Regions from separate parts of the Sus scrofa genome. Here region 2 is linked to region 1. A link is a contact called in public promoter capture Hi-C data. All regions are on one chromosome and are shown on one strand. The core of a region is the stretch at or near the end of the contact, and the rest is flanking DNA. Distances in the headings are between cores, read along the strand shown. Region 1 has its middle 48 kb from the start of SLC30A10. Region 2 has its middle 16 kb from the start of SLC30A10.

Evidence for each region. Promoter capture Hi-C pulls out the DNA fragments that hold promoters and counts their contacts.
Region 2: a contact with region 1 is called in a promoter capture Hi-C map of fetal liver, with 4 times the contacts expected there. The contact joins two enhancer-like sites. A contact is called at or near these places in 2 of 5 promoter capture datasets (fetal liver and liver), 25 of 47 Hi-C or Micro-C datasets (alveolar macrophages, brain, embryonic fibroblasts and 11 more) and 1 of 2 datasets of contacts at active chromatin or transcription factors (skeletal muscle).

The regions. Positions count from the first base shown.
Region 1 is chr10:9,495,359-9,499,907 of Sscrofa11.1, reverse strand. No RefSeq gene overlaps it. Among named protein-coding and RNA genes, the nearest start is that of SLC30A10, 48 kb to the left of the region's middle. Within about 2 kb of position 1,422, at least 10 of the 83 cell types and tissues checked have an H3K27ac peak or open chromatin away from gene starts, as enhancers often do. A contact at or near this core is called in fetal liver, where this site is marked.
Region 2 is chr10:9,559,178-9,564,112 of Sscrofa11.1, reverse strand. No RefSeq gene overlaps it. Among named protein-coding and RNA genes, the nearest start is that of SLC30A10, 16 kb to the right of the region's middle. Within about 2 kb of position 1,497, at least 16 of the 83 cell types and tissues checked have an H3K27ac peak or open chromatin away from gene starts, as enhancers often do. A contact at or near this core is called in fetal liver, where this site is marked.

The sequences.
Region 1 (4,549 bases), core at 173-2,672:
TACTATCTACTGTTGGTTAAGGAAGTCTATTGAGTATCTAACTAAAAATAAGCACTTTTAAAATTTTAAGGGAGTTCAGATTTACATAACATACTGAATCTAATCTTAACACTACATTGTTTGCAAATGATGGCTGTGATGGAGAAAATTCATAGCTTTATTATTGTTATTATCCAATATTTTTATTCTAGCTTTGCATAGTATTTACTCTGCGGCCCAAAGAAAGTTTCTACAGGTCTTCTTGAATTGAAGGAGTTTTTACAAATCCCCTGTAGTTAGATAACGCACAGTAGCTGCACAATCTATCAATGCCGGATGTGTCTGTTGAGAAAAATTTTTTCTTTTCTCCTCTGGGCTGCAGCAGATCCTGGCGAATTTTGCAAGTAGAAATGAACTCCGAGCCTTCGTCTATGGCTTTGCAGCGCCCCCTGATGTCCAGGATCTAGAATACACAACAAACGAGATCTAAACCTCAAGTCAAAAACTGCTCCTGTTGGCTTTAGTCTTGGACTATCAGCAGCAGAATTGCCTTTCACTCACTGCTGTCCCACTTACCGTCTGCTGAGGACCCAACAGTGGTTGTGTTTGGTTTTCTTTCCAGCCTCCCCCGTCTGTTTTTTGGAAGGCATTGCAGTAGACTAATTAACAGTAGGACATATTTGCTGAGATTTAATATGCGGCTCCCTCTGGGAGATTTGCTTTTTAATTGTAGATAGTGCTGTAAAAAGGGGGGCTCCTGAAGTGTGGAATTTCTGGGGTCACTGAGTCAGTACAGAAACGCCAGGGTTAGGGCGAGATGGGGCTGAATTGTTAAGTGTAGGCTTCAATTCTGTGTGTACCTTATCGACGGTGTGCTTACCATGGATTTTTTTTTTTTTTGCATTAATTTCTGGTGTAATTTTAAAAATCGCATCAAAATAGTGTCTCTCTTGATTTCTAAGTTTTGGATTCCTCTTTAAGTTCTGCACATCCCCCCCGACCCCACCAGACACCCGCTCAATGCCTTTCTTGCCTTGCTCTAGTCCTGACCCAGTTAACAGGGAGTGGCTTTTTTTTTTTTTTCCTGGTGCCTGCCATTCCTAGATTTCTAGATATTACATGACTTAGTTGCCACCCAGTCCATTTCCCCAGTGAACTCAGTGACCACCGGTGAATAAGCAGTTTCGCCCAATCGATCACAAGTGCACAATGAAAAAAAAACAGAAAGAAAGCTTGCCACCGATTCAGTGATGTTGGCAGGGTTTAATGGGTTCATGTAAGAAGGGAGGGGGAGGTCTTGGGGTTCAAAGGACCATAAAATAATAAAGTTATATAACAATGGCACTAGTCTCATAAAAAAATAAAGAACCTGCCGAGTGGTGAGGTTATCTCTGTCTGGATAGTCTTTCAGCTTGTGCGGTCATTTCCAGCAGTCATTATCCTTCACATTTCAAACTGCTGCCTTTTTCTCTGAGATAAAGTGGACGTAAGCAGATTAGAGAAGGCATCTCCTGAGAGCGTCGGGTTTAATATTAACCTCCACGGAGCAAACACGGCTGCTTCCAGAGCCCAACACCGCCAATGCCCCGAACGTGACCAGATTTCAGCCCTTAGCCTCCAGCAGCTGGCCTTCTGAAATGCGGCACTGTCAGGCCTTGCGGGGTTTAGGACAGGGAGGAAGCGCTGCCTCATGTTCTGCAGCCCTTAGAATTCATACCGATACTTTTTAATTATTGACTTGTTTTATTATTTTATCTTTTCTCTTTTGAGGGCTGCACCTGCAGCACATGGAGGTTCCCAGGCTAGGGGTCGAATTGGAGCTACAACTGCTGGCCTACCCTACAGCCACACAGGATCCGGGCTGTGTCCTGACCTACACCACAGCTCACGGCAACTTGGGATCCTTAACCCACTGATCAAGGCCAGGGAGCGAACCCACGTCCTCATGGATGCTAGTTGGGTTTGTTAACCACTGAGCCACGACGGGGAACCCCCCCCCCTTTTTCCATGTAATTGTGTTTTGTTGGCTTTTATTTTTCTTCCATACCTCAAGCTTTCCTGGTTTTAACAAAATCAGAAACCCAGAAACCTTTTAACTGTAGCTGGGCAAGAAGACAGGGCCAGAGAGAGAATGATCTTGATAAAAACCAAGAGCTTAAATTCACTTATGTCTTTGCTTTAAATCAGGAAACTCGGTTTATACCGGATTTAGGATTTTTATTTCATTTTGGTATAACTGGGACATCTTCATCATTGCATTTATCAGGAGTTAAAATCCATACTCCTAAGTTATCCTGTGAGATAAATTAAGAGTATGGGATTAATTAGGAGCATGGAATAAATTAGGGATAAATTAGGAGTATGGAATTAACAGATACCCGCTACTATATATAAAATAGGTAAACTACAAGCTTTACTACACAGCACAGAGAGCTATACTCAATACTTTGTAATATCCTATAATTGTAAAAAACAATTGTAAAAAATTGTAAAAAACATATGGTATAACTGAATCACTTTGCTGTAATATTTATACAATATAGTAAATCAACTATAGACTAATAGAAAAGTCTCAAGGATCAGAGTCTAGCAAATTCCTTTAAGAACTGGCTACAACTCATCGTGGAAGAAATCTCGCTATGCGTAATAAATCTGTGTCATATTCGAAGGTGCTTGATTAACAGCAGTGACGGCTGCCTTGCAAGTTCCTTATTTTCTATTTCTACATAAGTCAGAGAAAAAAATAATTTAATGCCATATTAGAAAACAACTTCCTATCATTTTTATAAGAAGCATTATGATAGGGAGTTCCCACTGTGGCTCAATGGGTTAAGAGCCCGATTGGTATCCATGAGGATGCAGGTTTGATCCCTGACCTCGCTCAGTGGGTTAAGGATCCAGCGTTTCCATGAGCTGTGGTGTACATACTAGATGCGGCTCGGATCCTGCGTTGCTGTGGCTGTGGTGGACGCCGGCAGCTATAGCTCTGATTCGACCCCTAGCCAGGGAACTTCCATATGCTGCAGGTACAGCCCTAAAAAAAAAAAGCAAAAACCAAAACCAAAACCAAAAAACAAAAAACCACACAAAACGCCAAAACCAAACAAAAAACCCTCTTAAGGCAGCGTTCCAGGTAACCTGCACCAGCCCACCTGTAGGACACAGATTTACTCTGGACTTTTATCTGCTTATTAAACAACTACGATGACGATATGATATGAATTGTTCCTTTTCATTATAAACAGAGACGCATTGATTCAATCTCTCATTAACTGAGTACCTGACTCTGAAAAATACTGTGCTGTGTCCTGGAGGTGGTGGTGGGGTGTGTGGGGGTGACGCAGAGATATCCGAACCCCGGGTCCAGCCTTCGTGGATATGACAGGGCTTATGATCTTTACTGTGAAGCGTGAAGCCAGCTTTGCTTGATTAAATAAATAAATAAACACACAACTCCTTTGATGATACATTACTAAGTGAACCTCACAACCAAGGCTTTGCCAAAGCAAATACTGGGGATAATCACAGTCAGACTCGGTGACCTCGAATGTGAGATTCCAGCGCGATAAGAGTCCCGTTAAAAAGGTGTTGAATTGAGCAGTCCACAGATTCAACACAATCCCTATCAAGTTACGCATGACATTTTCCACAGAACTACAACCAACAATCCAAAAATGTATATGGAACCAAAAAAGGCCCAGAATTGCCTGAGGAACAAAAACCAAGCAGGAGGCATAACACTCCCAGACTTCAGGCAATATGACAAAGCCACAGTCATCAAGACAGTGTGGTACTGGTACCAAAACAGACAGACAGACCAATGGAACAGAATAAAGAACCCAGAAATAAACCCAGATACCTACGGTCAATTAATCTTTGACAAAGGAGGCAAGAATATAAAATGGGAAAAAGATGGTTTTTAGCAAGTGGTGCTGGGAAACCTGGACAGCCACATGTAAATCAATGACACTGGAACAAAATGCACAAAAATCCCATGCACCTCACACCATGCACAAAAATAAACTCAAAATGGCTTAAAGACTTAAATGTAAGACAAGACACCATTAAACTCCTAGAAGGGAACAGAGGCAAAACATTCTCTGATACCAACTTTACATATGTTTTCTCAGGTCAGTCCACCAAAGCAACAGAGATAAAAGCAAAAATAAACCAATGGGACCTAATCAAACTGACAAGCCTTTGCACAGCAAAGGAAACCATAAAAACCAAAACCAAAACCAAAACCAAAAAGACAACATATAGAATGAGAGAAAATAATTTCAAATGATGCAACAGACAAGGGCTTAATCTCTAAAATATACAAACAACTCAATAGCAAAAAAACCAACAACCCAGCTGAAAAATGGGCAACAGACCTGAAAAGACACTTCTCCAAAGAAGATAACACAGATGGCCAACAAGCACATGAAAAAGTGCTCCACATCCCTGATTGTTAGAGAAATGCAAATCAAAACTGCTATGAGATACCACCTCACACCAGTCAGAATGGCCATCATTAATAAGTCCACAAATAACAAAAGCTGGAGAGGGTGTGGAGAAAAGGGAACCC
Region 2 (4,935 bases), core at 248-2,747, 64 kb before region 1:
TATACTGTTAAGACTGTAAACATCTCTGGGATTCGTGGAGTAAGATCCATTGAAGAATCAGACAGAAGGAGTCAGAAATTAAAAAAAAAAAAAATCACCTGGGAGAAAAGAATGTTTGGAAGATTTAGCTGAGACAGGGAGTCTGGAAGCCTTAGATCAATTTCTAGCCTGTGGGAGTCCATCCCTGACAGGAAAAGGCAGTGGTGGAACAGATGTTTTTGGCTAAAGTAAAAAGCAAAGGGAAAGAAGCAAAAACTGTAAGCATGAAAGGAAAAAAAAAAAAAAAAGTAGGTTTAAAGTCCAAACTTTGGACGGCTCTATATGTGAATGAGTTTGGGGGCAGAGATATAAATGTGTTTGGGGGAAGGAGAGAGCGGTGAACACAACCTGTTGATGCAGATCATAGAAAATAGGGGACACTCCCCGCTTCCTTTGGACTTTGGGACAGAATTTGCTTTGTTTGTATTTTTTCCTTCTTGTTTACTTCTTAGATTTTCCTTGACTTTCGCATTGTCTTTTCTGCTTGCCTTTTATTTGTGATTATTTTCCAGGCGTGAGTTTTCTTTAAAGTTTCACGAACAGAACTCTCTTTGCCCTTGGCTTGTATTTGAACAGATACTTTGCTGTACGTTGTCTTTTGTTTTAAACCAAAGGTGATTTTGTGCAGCTCTGGCTAGGATAGGCTTGCTGGTTGCATAATTTATAAATGACATATTTAGATCTGAAATACCTGCTTATTATTTAATTGTTTAAAAACAAAGTGCCTTCCCCTGTGAATCTATTTACATTAATTTTTATTATATATTTGCTTTTTATTTTTTCTCTTATATACTCTTTATATTCCTTAGTAAAATTCTGCTTCACATCTGTTTTAAAAATTATTTCCTTCTACATTTGTCCCTTTCAATTTTTTGATATATATATTATATTATTTCTACGAGGCAAATAGAAAATAACGGTGGATAAGGACTAGTTATGATAAAAACTCGTGCCCAAAGAAAAATTACATCCTTTTTTCCTTTGGCCTCATTGATCCTGTTGTGGTCTTTCGGCCACTTATAGCAAAGTACCTATTAGTTTCTTTTTTTTTTTTAATAATTCAGTGAATTTAATTCTGAGTCGTACAGCCATCATCAAAACCTAATTTTAGAACATGTCCATCGGAAATCCCCAGCACCTTTGCAGCATTACGTTTCCCCAGCCAACCTGCTAGGGGCAGTGCCCGCCCAGGAATCAGGAAGTCAGGAAAGCGGGCTGCCGACTGGCCGCTGTCACCGGCGGTTCGTGTGCGGTAGCGGATGGGAGCCTCTGACACGGACAGTTCTGCAGACACTGACAGCACATCGAGTTTCCCTTCCTTTAAGAGCAAGTTTTATCCCGGGACTAGCGAGGTAGGCGGGGCGCTGGGGGTTTTAGGAGAGGCGGGGGGAGGTGGCGGCCTCTCTCCCAGCAGCCGGCGCCGAGTCTGGGATCGGAAACTGCGGCCTCCTGGGTACTGCTCCCCGCGTTCTCTTTCTCCTCCGAGGCGGGATTGCAATGATGGGGCATCTGCAGTAATTATTACATCGTTTTAGGAGGCGTGATGCTTCCTGCCCAGAGGCTGTTCCTTGGCCGGTTGTCCATATCCGAGGCTCACCGTGGTTTTCTAAACGTTGTGAACAATTACCTTCCATGTGAGCGTTCAGTGTGAGCACACACGCACCTCTCACACATCACAGCAGCTGCCCCAGAGCAGACACTGGCTGGATTCCCTTGTGCCTCTTTCTGCAAGCTCCGCCAGCGTCCCTGAGCCCTCTCTGCACCCACCTCCCTGCTGCCCAGGGACCAGGTTCTGTCTGGGCCAGTTACCGAAAGGAGTAAGGCTGAAAAAGCAGGTGCCGTTTCACTGCAGTGAGATCAAATTCAGCTGAAGAAAAAGAAACCAGCTCCTGTCCTCAGCCACTTTCTTCCACTACGCAGAGGCCACCGACACCTGAGTTGAATTTTAATAAAACCAAGTAGTTCTGGACATCTGTGAGTGGTTGAGCCCTGGGAGTAATCAGAGCGGCACATCACATACATGTTTTCTGAAACATCAGGGAAAGAGGATACTTGCTATTTCTTTCTTTGTTTCTTCTTCTTCTTCTTCTTCTTCTTCTTCTTCTTCTTCTTTTAATCAGATAAGAAAACAGAAACTGGGAGTCAGGACCACAGTCCTGCCACTAGTTAATGGGAGAGGACAAAGGATCCAAAGTTTGAATCGAGGCCTTTAATTAGAAACCCTTCTTGGCTTGACCAAAGGAAGGAAAAAAAGTCCTGAACAGTGAAAATTTGGCAATAAACGGCAAATGGCACGTCGAAAAGTGCGAGTTAATTCACCGTAAATTGAATCCTAATTCTGGTGGCTAAATGATCTGCAGAAAGTTACTTCACCTGGGTCTGTAAAGTGGGTGATTACCTCCTAATAAGGATGTTGTGGGGATGGAGGGTACGGTGCGTACGCCCCGCTCAACGTGGCACTTGGTGGCGCTGGTTGGTTGTGACGGTCCAAGAGCTGGAGGAACACGGGGAAAGGAAACGTTAGTAAGAATCCCTTGGGGACCCGTCCTGGGACCGGCAGCCAATCTCATCCCAGGCCAACGCTCAGGATGGTTTACTGTTGGTCATGTAGTAATAACAGAATTCAGACGTATTGCCATTCCTGCAAAACCTCACAAAACGCATGTCTTCCTGATGGCAGCTTAGCAGTATCTTGCGTGGGGTGAATCAGGAGCATGGGCCTGTGTGTAATTGGGGAATACATGTTTGGAACGTCTTCCCTCAGCCACTGGGTCTAATACTGGAGAAGGCACTTAAGCATCTGGAGCTTCATCTCAGAGATCAGTGTGCCTTTTTCTTTTCTTTTTTTTTTTTTTTTTTTTTTTTTTTTTTTTTTTTTTTGCTTTTTAGGGCCGCACTCAAGGTGTATGGGAGTTCTCAGGCCAAGCGTCGAATTGGAGCTACAGCTGCCAGCCTACACCACAGCCACAGCAACGCAGGATCCGAGCCGCATCTGTGACCTACACCACAGCTCACAGCAATGCTGGATCCTTAACCCATTGAGCGAAGCCAAGGATCGAACCCACATCCTCATGGATACTAGTTGGGTTCGCTAACCACTGAGCCACAACAGGAACTCCCTCACTACACCTATTTTAAAGAATCTCTGTGCTTTTCTTCCTCCCTCCCTCCCTCCCTTCCTCCCTTTCTTCCTTTCTTCCTTTGTCATGCCCGTGGCAAGCAGAAGTTCCCAGGGCAGGAACCGAACTTGCGCCACAGCAGTGACTTGAACCACTGCAGTGACAATGCCAGATCCTTAACCTTCATGATGCATCATTTTTCAAAGGGCTCTTGTAGATGTTACATTCTTCATCTTTCAGTGTTGAAGAAAGCACATTGTAGAAAAGCATTATGTATATTTTTCAGCTGTTAAAAATCGTATGTTTTAAAGTGTCGTAATATTATTAACATGTTGCTAAAATAATGCAAATGTAGCTAACATATCCAGGTGACATTCCAAGTTACAAACGGAGAAGCCCAGCCACCGCATGTTTTATAGTTAACCCCAAATTAATGTTAGAGCCAAGATTTTGCATTTCTACACCTCTTTTCTGCCATAAAAGGATTTGCCTTTTAAACATTTTCCTACAGTTCTATCTAGGGAGAGGCTCCCATTTTCCTTATTAAGAGGCTTAATTTTCAAGGTAACTGTAGCTAAAAGTAAGCTTGTTATTTTTGTTTTCTTTTGGTCAGATGCTTACAAGATATAAAGAATATATTTGTGGAGTTCCCATTGTGGTGCAGCAGGAACTAGGAACTATGAGGTCGCAGATTTGATCCCTGGCCTCGCAAGTGGGTTAGGGATCTGGCGTTGCCATGAGCTATGGTGTAGGTCGCAAACACAGCTCAGATCCTACGTTGCTGTGGCTGTGGTGTAGGCAGGCAGCTGTAGCTCTGTTTTGACTCCTAGCCTGGGAACTTCCATACGCCAAGGATGCAGCCCTTAAAAAAAAAAAAAAAAAAAAAAAGAAAGAAAGAAAGAAAATATTTGTTATTTTTGCCACTTTCTCGCTCGCTTATGGAGACAATAGTTATTGATTTTTATAAAACTTTATGTATAACTGCCTCTGATGATTATGAAATACAGTAGTTTTATCATTATTTTTTATAAGAGGCAATGATACCCAGAGACTACTTTTTCTTAGAGGAATGTTTTCGTATTTATTGTATGTATCTGAGAAGGTGTCTTGAGAGAATTTTGAGGGAAGTAATTTTCAAGGAAGTACATCTGGGCTCTTTCTCTATATCTGCTGTGTTAAATTCTAAAAATGTATCAGCCCAATAGACAGTAGGAAAAAAAAAAAAGACAAACTCGTGGACATGCGGAACAGACATGTGGTTGCCAAGGGGCAGGGGGATGGACTAGGGGTCTGGGGTTAATAGATGCAAACTATCACATTTGGGGTGGATAAGCAATGAGATCGTGTTGTATAGCACAGGGAACCTTAGTCACTTATGATGGAATATGGTCGAGGATAAAGTGAGGAAAAGAATGTATGTGTGTAGGTGTGACTGCGTCACTTTGCCGTACAGTAGAAATTGACAGAATACTGTATACCAACTATGATGGAGAAAATGAAAATCATTTAAAAAAAAAAAGAAAAAAGAAAAAAATGACACTCCTTGACTCAGGCCAATGGGAACTAGAGGTTGGAGCAGCAGCAAAGTCAGGTTGAAGGAGGAACTGTCCGGACAGGCCCCCTGTAGCATTGGTAACCCGAAGAAACTGCCTTGAGATTTTGCAGGACAGAAGAGAGGGGAGCTGGCCACTGGCTCTAGAGCTGCTGACCAGATCTGATGGGTGCCATTGTCAGGACATTATGGGGCCAATGAAAAAAGGCCACTCCTGCGTCTAGA